Linked DNA regions of Bos taurus: region 1 is linked to region 2. Evidence: chromatin contacts called from public Hi-C data. All regions are on one chromosome and are shown on one strand. The core of a region is the stretch at or near the end of the contact, and the rest is flanking DNA. Distances in the headings are between cores, read along the strand shown. Region 1 holds the start of SLC16A1 (solute carrier family 16 member 1). Region 2 overlaps LOC107132296 (a long non-coding RNA gene).

What was found. Hi-C and Micro-C count contacts between places; a contact is called where the count stands out from the background.
Region 1: a Hi-C map of skeletal muscle shows a contact between it and region 2, with 2.0 times the contacts expected there. The contact joins the promoter of SLC16A1 here to the enhancer-like site in region 2. A contact is called at or near these places in 2 of 11 Hi-C or Micro-C datasets (liver and skeletal muscle).

Annotation. Positions count from the first base shown.
Region 1 is chr3:30,379,872-30,384,025 of ARS-UCD2.0, forward strand. It overlaps SLC16A1 (solute carrier family 16 member 1), which reads left to right and starts at 2,414. Exons shown (of 5, transcript NM_001037319.1): 1 at 2,414-2,565. LOC107132296 (a long non-coding RNA gene) reads right to left here and starts at 2,307. Exons shown (of 7, transcript XR_009493889.1): 1 at 1-2,307.
Region 2 is chr3:30,341,584-30,345,896 of ARS-UCD2.0, forward strand. All of the region lies in intron 4 of LOC107132296 (a long non-coding RNA gene), which reads right to left. Among named protein-coding and RNA genes, the nearest start is that of SLC16A1, 39 kb to the right of the region's middle. Within about 2 kb of position 1,753, at least 2 of the 102 cell types and tissues checked have an H3K27ac peak or open chromatin away from gene starts, as enhancers often do. A contact at or near this core is called in skeletal muscle, where this site is marked.

The sequences.
Region 1 (4,154 bases), core at 1,164-3,663, 39 kb after region 2:
CTATAAGTATACATCTCTCTCTCTCCCTCTAGAACCTCCCTCCCTCTCCCCCCATCCTGCACCTCTAGGTCATCACAGAGCACCAAGCTGAGCCTGCTGTGTTATATAGCAGCTTCCCACTATCTGTTTTACACATGGTAGTGTATATATGTCAATGGAGTTGCTTTTTATCTTTGCCTTTTATAAACTTTGTGGAAAAATTATAATATTAATTCATAAACATTTATAGGGCACTTATCAAGTTCCACCAATCACTTTTGCAAATACTATCTTACCTGACTGTCACAACAATTCAGATTGATGGATACTATCTTCAAATTACCTGGTTAAAAAAAACAGGCCCAGAATAGGTCAGTGAATTAATTGCCCAAAGTAACAGGGATAAGTTTTGGGAACAAGTCTTTTGATTCCAAAGCCTGTATTCTTTTCACATTAGAAAGCCTACTAGGGGCAGATCCAGATTTTATGGGGCTTGTGGTATATATATTTTTGGTGGACATCTTCAAGAAAAGGAATACAAAAGTACAATACATCACTAAGTATGATCCTGTGACTACACTGTTAGGACCAAGTGAGGGAACTTTAGGGTTAATCTTTAGCATTCAATTTCACAGTTTCCCCTAGTTATACATTTATTTAGTTCTTACTATATGCCAGACACTAAAGTAAATATTAATTTTATTATTATAACAACCTTATGAGGAAGGTACTGTCCTTGTTTTACAAAGCAGAGAATGAATGAGGCTCAGAGCAGCGGCGGGGGCGTGGGAGCGGGGGTGATTTACCTAAGGACAAAGACGTGGTAAGTGCCAAGTATTCAAGCTCGAATTCAGATCTGATCCTGGGTCCATATTGTGAATCTACCATACTATGCTCCTCCTACATTCCACCGTTCAGGTCCTGACAGTTCATATCTGAACCAGTCCTAGTTTGTCTTCCTAACTCTCTTCCATCTACCCTGAATGCTGCTTATACCCGTCACAGTCCTGAAGTGCTGCTGAAGTCCTGACCAACTGAAGGACCTGAACAGCCTTCCTTCTCTGTATTTATCAAAGGTAAAAAGCAATTATTGCTCATAAGTAGCACTTGGCTGTAGATTCCATGCTGTTTTCTAACATGTTTAACTGTTACTGAAAACTTTTTCTAGCCTGAAACAGAGGCGGAGTGGGTGAGAGGGAGAAAGTATTTGGAAACTTTCAGAATCGTATCCCTCAGGGCCCATTCCATTACAATCTAGATTCTTCATTTGCAAAACAAAAGGCTGAACCACTCGGGATTGTAAAGAGAATTAAGTAAGGAGGGGTGAGGGGAGGAGAGGAACGCAGGCTTCCTGTGCTGGTCAACGTTGGTTTATCTCCATCTGACTCGACCTCCCCCCAAAATCTTTGTTAGGCGCCTTGATCCATACATTTTCGGTACTTCTCAAAAGTCTCGGACATCAGAGGCACTCCATGTTTATTCAGTTTGATCACTTCAACATCATAGGGTCCTGAGGATAGTTCAGGTGAACTGCTAAGTATATAATCGGCCCTTCAGAACCTTTAATTATAATTATATTTTGTTCCAAACCCTCAGCGTCCATAAAAATTTGGCCTCTCTGCAGTCTCATTTCTTCATATTTCCGACACACAGATCCTCTCGTGGGGCCAGTGTCACCACCGTCAGACCAGCTCTTTTCTCCCGTCTTCTGTGTTCATACTCACCATTCATCAAATGTAAAAAAGTTCCATAAATTCTCTCATCAAAATCACCAAAAGCCCTTATGAGGTCGCCTGTATTACTGTTTTCATTTCAGAGAGCAGGAAGCAGGCCCTGAGGATTTGAGTGACTTCCCCGAGGTCACTGATCTCAAGAAGCGAGGCCGCAGCCCGCGCTCTAAACTGCCGGCTTTCGGCCTCTTCCCCGGTCCGAGATGCACCCGCGTCCATTCAAACCCCGCCCAATCCCTCACTTCCAGTCAGTTCCCAGCTTCTCCGCGCACCATCGCCCCCCACACCTGAGTCAGGCCCCAGGCTGCACGCCCAATCCATCCTTGGCAGTTAGACTAAGGGTGAGATCGACGCTGGTGTCCCAGATGCGAGTAGATTACCCCGAGGTCCTCCGACGGCGGGCCGAAGGGGAGACTCCGCAGAGGAGCGCGGCTACAAGGTCCCTGCCGCATAGCGGGGGCGCCGCGCGCGGGTCTTGCCGGGCCGCGGGTCACGTGGCGGGGAGGGGGGCGCCAGCGCGCGCGAGCGAGAGAAAGCGACTCTGCGGGCGCGCGCCTGAGAGCTGTGGAGGCGCGAGTCGCGGTTCGGGTGTAAGTGTAGGGGGGAGGGGGCGGTGGCCGTGAGGGCCAACTCCACCCCCTGTGCGCATGCTCCGGCCCCGGGTTATAAGGCAGCCTCGCGGGCCGGGCCCGACAAAGTGCTGGCGAGCTGCTACGTGACTAGCCGGGCGCGTGGGTGCTCGGACGAGCGAACTAGGCAGCCGGCAAAGGACGCGACCTGGACCGTGGGCCCAGCGAAAACTCCAGCCGCGCCGCCGCGTCACGCTCACGCTAGGCGCCGCGAGCCGCGTATAACGGTTAGTTGTTAACGGCCAGTTGCGTGCTTGGCGGGGACCCTGCGGTGTCCTTGCTTCCTCCGCGTGTTTGGAGGGAGGCGTGGGGGAGTGGAGGGCTTGGTCTCCGAGGGGAGGGGGGACGGCCGGGCGGGGGCTTAGGACCGCCGCAGCCACGTGGCCTCGGAGCGCAGCGTTGCTGAAGGAGACCTTGAAGCGCTGGGGACAGCGCCTCTCAGCAGAGCTGCGGCCCCGTTGTCAGGTGCGGGCCACCGGCCTGGCCGAGGAGTTGGGTAGTGGTGCCGGTGACCTTGGGAAAGTCGCTTCCCCTCTAGTCTTAAGTAGGCTCTTCAAGAGATGCTTGATCTGGGAAAGGGACGACGTGAGGTTGACTCACGTGGTGCCTTCAAGCTGCTGGCAGTGTTCTCCGAGGGTAGGGATTCAGGGCGGGAGTTATTTTGGACTCGTGGCACGCCCGCCCCAACCTCCTCGGCCAGCCAATCCTTGTCCCACCTGGTGACTTGCGGCAGTGGCTCGGGGGAACTGCAGTCCCCGTAGCCAAGACGTGACTGCAGGGTTTGAGTGGACTTTGCCGAGGGAACATTGCAACTGGCAGACTCCCGGAGTCGTGCTGACGGGAACTCTTTGTCATTCAACCTGTGGCTGCGGAACGTCCGCCGCAGCGCCCTCACTCTGGGACTTTAAGGCGGCCCTGAGGTGAGGAGTCTGAAGCATAGCATTACACTCGGTATGATGCTCGCTTTTTGTTCCAGATACATACTTTCTCCCCACGTGCGTTTTAACATTTCATTTCTTTGTCACGACTCAAATGCGACAGGCAGTTGCCAAAATTAGTTTGTAATTAATCTTAACCCCCCAAAAAAGTACTACTTGAGTCAGATTCCTAGTGTGCTATACTTGGCATCTGCTCTGTCATAACTAGTTTTGAAACTTGTTTTTCCAAAAATTATTCTGGTTTTGAAATAAAATGTGGACACCTCAGTGCCCTGATAAAACAAATGTGGATATAGTTACTAGGGGAATATGATACGGTGAACTCTGAATTGTGAGTTTTTTAGAGTGTAAGTAGGAATTAGCCATTAATAAGCAATTTTGATGGCTGCTACCAGCCCAGTGAGGTGATGCAGAGAATATGTATTTTAGTGTAGTTTTTTAGTTAGGCACTAAAAATACCCATAAGACCAAGTTTTATGCCTTAGGGTACAATTTTGCCTTCAGGTTGCCATAGAGAAAATAAATAGTTTAAGACATTTAGCCCTTAAAACAGGTATTGGGTATTATTTAAACACAAGTTGAACTTTAGTAATTAATTCAGGGATTGGATGCTGTTCTTTCATTGGACTGCATTGACCCTTGTTAAAAATGCAAGTTAATGGTCTGGGGATATTTTTATAGCTGAATAGGTTTAAAGGTTTAGTTGTAAGCTTAACATAATAGGCTATAACATACCTAAACAGATTAAAAAGGAAAAAGATTCATGCTACCATAGGATGAACCAACTGATCAGTGTTTAAATAGTTTATGTATCTTTTGGCCTTTTAAATGTTAATTCATATAACTCCGGAAAAGATCTTACTGACCAGGTGGTCAGT
Region 2 (4,313 bases), core at 503-3,002:
TCAACAAACTTTACCCACTAGTTTTAGTATCCATTGATGACTCTTGCCAGAGTCAGTGTTACTATAGTGATTGCCAAATGGGGATTTTTATAATTCTATCATTCCCACTGTATTTTTTAGTTGGCATTCTACCACAAGGAAAAATGTTCTCTTCTCTATGATTTGTTTGCCAATTTATTTATACCATTATGATGCATAAATTCTTATTTTATTCAGTGGGTATCTGTTATTGACACTATTATGATGCTAAAATTGTCCCTGATTTGCATAGTGGTGGTCCAGTACTCTAGTCTGGAAAACCCCATGGGCAGAGGAGCCTGGTAGGCTGCAGTCCATGGGGTCGCTAAGAGTCGGGCACGACTGAGCGGCTTCACTTTCACTTTTCACTTTCATGCATTGGAGAAGGAAATGGCAACCCGCTCCAGTGTTCTTGCCTGGAGAATCCCAGGGATGGGGGAGCCTCGTGGGCTGCCGTCTCTGGGGTCACACAGAGTCAGACACGACTGAAGCGACTTAGCAGCAGCAACAGCAGCAGTCCTTTCCAACTGTCCTTTTGACATGTCTCCAAAATTCTTTAAGCTTCCTGACTTTATGACACAATATATTTCAGGTTTTTCTTATATTTTCCTAGCCCGGGCCCTGAAGTAAGCCACTTACCTAAGAAATCCTGGTTTCTGTAGTGGAGAAAAGTATTTAGAAAAATTAATGTTCTAAGTGTACTATTTCATACTGCTGTGTCATAACTTGTAGGTTCTCTCAGAGTACAGGCTCAGGCTCGCTTGTTCTCTCTCTCTCTCTCTCACACACTTATAAAACAATGTGCTCTTATCAATAATTCCAATTCCAGCCCAGTATTGCAGGGTTCATTTTAGCCTTCCCCCTTTCCATGTCACAGCTCACTTCTCTGGCAGTGAGAAATCTGTGGAACCAGTCTTTTTTTTTTTTTTTTTTTTGGAATCAGTCTTGACTACTGCACTTAGCCACCCCTGCATGTACTCTCCTGATTCTCTGATTCACTTCGGCATAATCTCCTGCCATTCTAAAGGCAACCTGTACACACACACTGATGACAGGCCCCAAAGCACCTGAAACCACTGGTGTCTGTGCTACGTTGCCAGTGCTCATTGAGGATGGTGCTGCCTCTGCTTTTGTTTTCGGAGGTGGGGGCCTGATACTGGCCATTACAGACTCTTACAACAGAAATTCCAACTGGCAAAATCACTCTTCACCCTCAGTTTCTTTCACACAGTGACACAGCTGATCTGGAAGGGCTCATAGAGATTTTATGGAATGGACTCTTGGGTTTTGCATGCCCTTGATTTTAGTTCCCTTTCCCTAGGGTTCAAATATGAATCTGGTCTGTGCCCAGAATCACTCTTCTTTCCCAACCCTACCTCTCTCCTTTTAATGGGCTCTCTCTTTTTCTAATGAACTCATTCCTAATACTTCACATACATGGAACCTTAGCAGCCAGGCCCTTCAAACATACCAGAAGGCATCAGCTTAAATTCTCAGAACAACTCATTTGTCATTCTTAAATTATTTGCATCAGCAGTTTAATTCAGAAACTCTCTTGAAGACAAGACAATACCACAGAAGCAACACAGAAATGAAAGGACTGCAAATTCCATCCCAAGAATCTCATCCAAGGAAAAGAATTCTCTCGTGATTCGCCTGGCTGGTGGGGGCTGAAGGGAACCTGGAGAATTTTCAGTGTGAAGACTGCCCTGGGCCATATTTATCACAATGACACTATTGTCCTGCCATGCCTCTTGGAACACTATCATCAGGAAGCGAATGCTAAACTGTTTTCCCAGAGGTGCTAATGGACACCTAATCTATCGTTCCTTCATTGCTCTTGCCAACTGCAGGCCTCTGCAGAAAGACCAGTTAGCAAAGTAGTCTGTGGCTATGAGGCTGAAGGGTATTAACTAATTTGCACATAAAATAAGCCCAAATATAATGACCTTGATGGCATTAATATTCTCTGTCTATTGAGTTAACTGGTCATAGACTGGATGGTGGTAGTGTTCTGTCACTCAGTCGTGCCCGACTCTTTGCAACCCCACTGACTGCAGCATGCCAGGCTTCCCTGTCCTTCACCATCTCCTGGAGTTTGCTCAAACTCATGTCCATTGAGTCAATGATGCCATCTAACCATCTCATCCTCTGTTGTCCCCTTCTCCTCCTGCCTTCAATCTTTCCCAGCGTCAGGGTCTTTTCCAATGAGTTGGCCCTTCAGACTGGGTATGTTTGAACATTTCCTTACTAAATGGATATTTAATAACATGCAATTACTATGAGTTGAGATAAAATCTCCTGGTTACATGGAAAATGTGCATGCATATAATTCTGAATTAAATCCAGAGTATATTAAATCTTCAGTATTATAGACATTAACAATAGGCTCTTTACCATGGATATTGAAATTGTTTCCTTTACTAGAACGTAAGCTTCATGAGGGCAGGGAGCTTTGTTTTGCTCATTACCCTATTCTGAGTATGAGTATGCCTGACTTAAAGTTGTGTGTGTGTTAGTCGCTCAGTTTTGTCTGACACTTTGTGACCCCATGGACTATAGCCTGCCAGATTCCTCTGTCCATGGACTTCTCCAGGCAAGAATACTGGAGTGGGTTGCCATGCCCTTCTCCAGACTTAAAGTTGAAGCTCAATAAATATTTGTTGAACAAATAAAAATGTTTGGTGGCATGATAGAAGAAAATTTTAAATTATTAAACTCTATCCTCACGAGGGGAAATGGGAATTGCATGCCTCCTCTCAGATGGTGAAGAATCTGCCTGCAATGCAGGAGACCCAGGTTCGATTCCTGGGTCATGAAGATTCCCTTGGAGAAAGGAGTGGCTACCCACTCCAGTATTCTTGCCTGGAGAATTCCATAGACAGAGGAGCCAGGTGGGCTACAGCCCATGGGGTTGCAAAGAGTTAGACATGACTGAGTGACTGACACTTTCTGAAGACATAAGAAATTATTTAAAACAGCAACAACAGAACACCATTCTAATGAGACATATCTGTGGGATGAATTCCCTTTATAAGCAGGTTAAGAGCTTTAGTTTAGATTTTATGTTGTTTCTGTGATCTAACATTTGCCCTTGAAAGGTATGTATATGTGTATGCATCTGTGTTCCAGCAGTAACTGGCTGGTCAATTTTAAAGATAAAGAGACATATTTGCTACTCACAGTGGTGAGGAGACTTAAGTAGGAATCATACTTGGAGGACCCATGTGCCCACTTGGACTATTCTGTGAGAGATATCTGAAGCATTTGGTTTTTTTGGACTAAATAACTCAGACTCAGAGGATGAGCCACTGGGAGCAGCAAGAGAGAGTTACTGGGATGAGACCAACTCCTTGGATACTGGTTAGAGGTTCCCAAAGTAGGTGGACAGCCACACAGCAGAGGTTAGGAAATGACAGGGTTCTCAGACCCAAGAGTGTGGTAGAAAGATTATAGACTGGGTTATCTACATGTCAATCATCTAGGAAAGATGTAGCTAGTGTCTTCTTTGCTTTCCTGGGACTATTAGAAAGGTCACTATGCAGCACTCCCATTGGTACCCTAAAACTAGGATCTATAAAAAAATCTAGCAATCAACTATAACAAATCTCCTTTTGTTCTTCAGCTCTGGACTTCCTCTTATGGAGGTGGTGGTGGTGTCAGGGCATTTAATTATGTTGGCCTCCCTTCTACAGTCTTTTTGCAGGTTCACTAGACTAAAACCACTTCTGCAATGAGAGATTTGCAAGTGAAATATGGACTTCATTCTGGAAGCATCAAGTCTATGTTGCCTAAGTTTCTAACTAATGAGATTAAACTGAAGTCTGGATTGGACCTCCACGAAGGCAGCTCAAATAGAGCACCTATCACAGATTTTGCATTGGTTACAACAATTTTTTTTTCTTTCCTATACTGTGATTTCTTTAAGTTACTCCATCAATCACTAAGTCTAATAGACCTGCATTCCTTGTGTAGTGGAGGTATGGAGAATAAAGGGATGAAACTGTACAGAGAAGTGTACCGTGCCTCACTTTTATTTGGATGCTGCACCCATCACAGGGAACAACAGTCTGAAAAGAGAACTATCCAGGAGTTCGAGACAGTGATCCACATTGAATGGTGACTCATGATGGAGGAAAGAACTGGTGAAGAGCCTAGGATGCAGTGGGGACTTGGGAGAGTGTGTTAATTCCAACTAGAAGGGGAACAACTCAGAGGGACATGAACCAGTTCCCTCTCCTTCTCCACATACACTAGAGTAAGGAGAGGATCATAATAATTCTAACAATAATTGT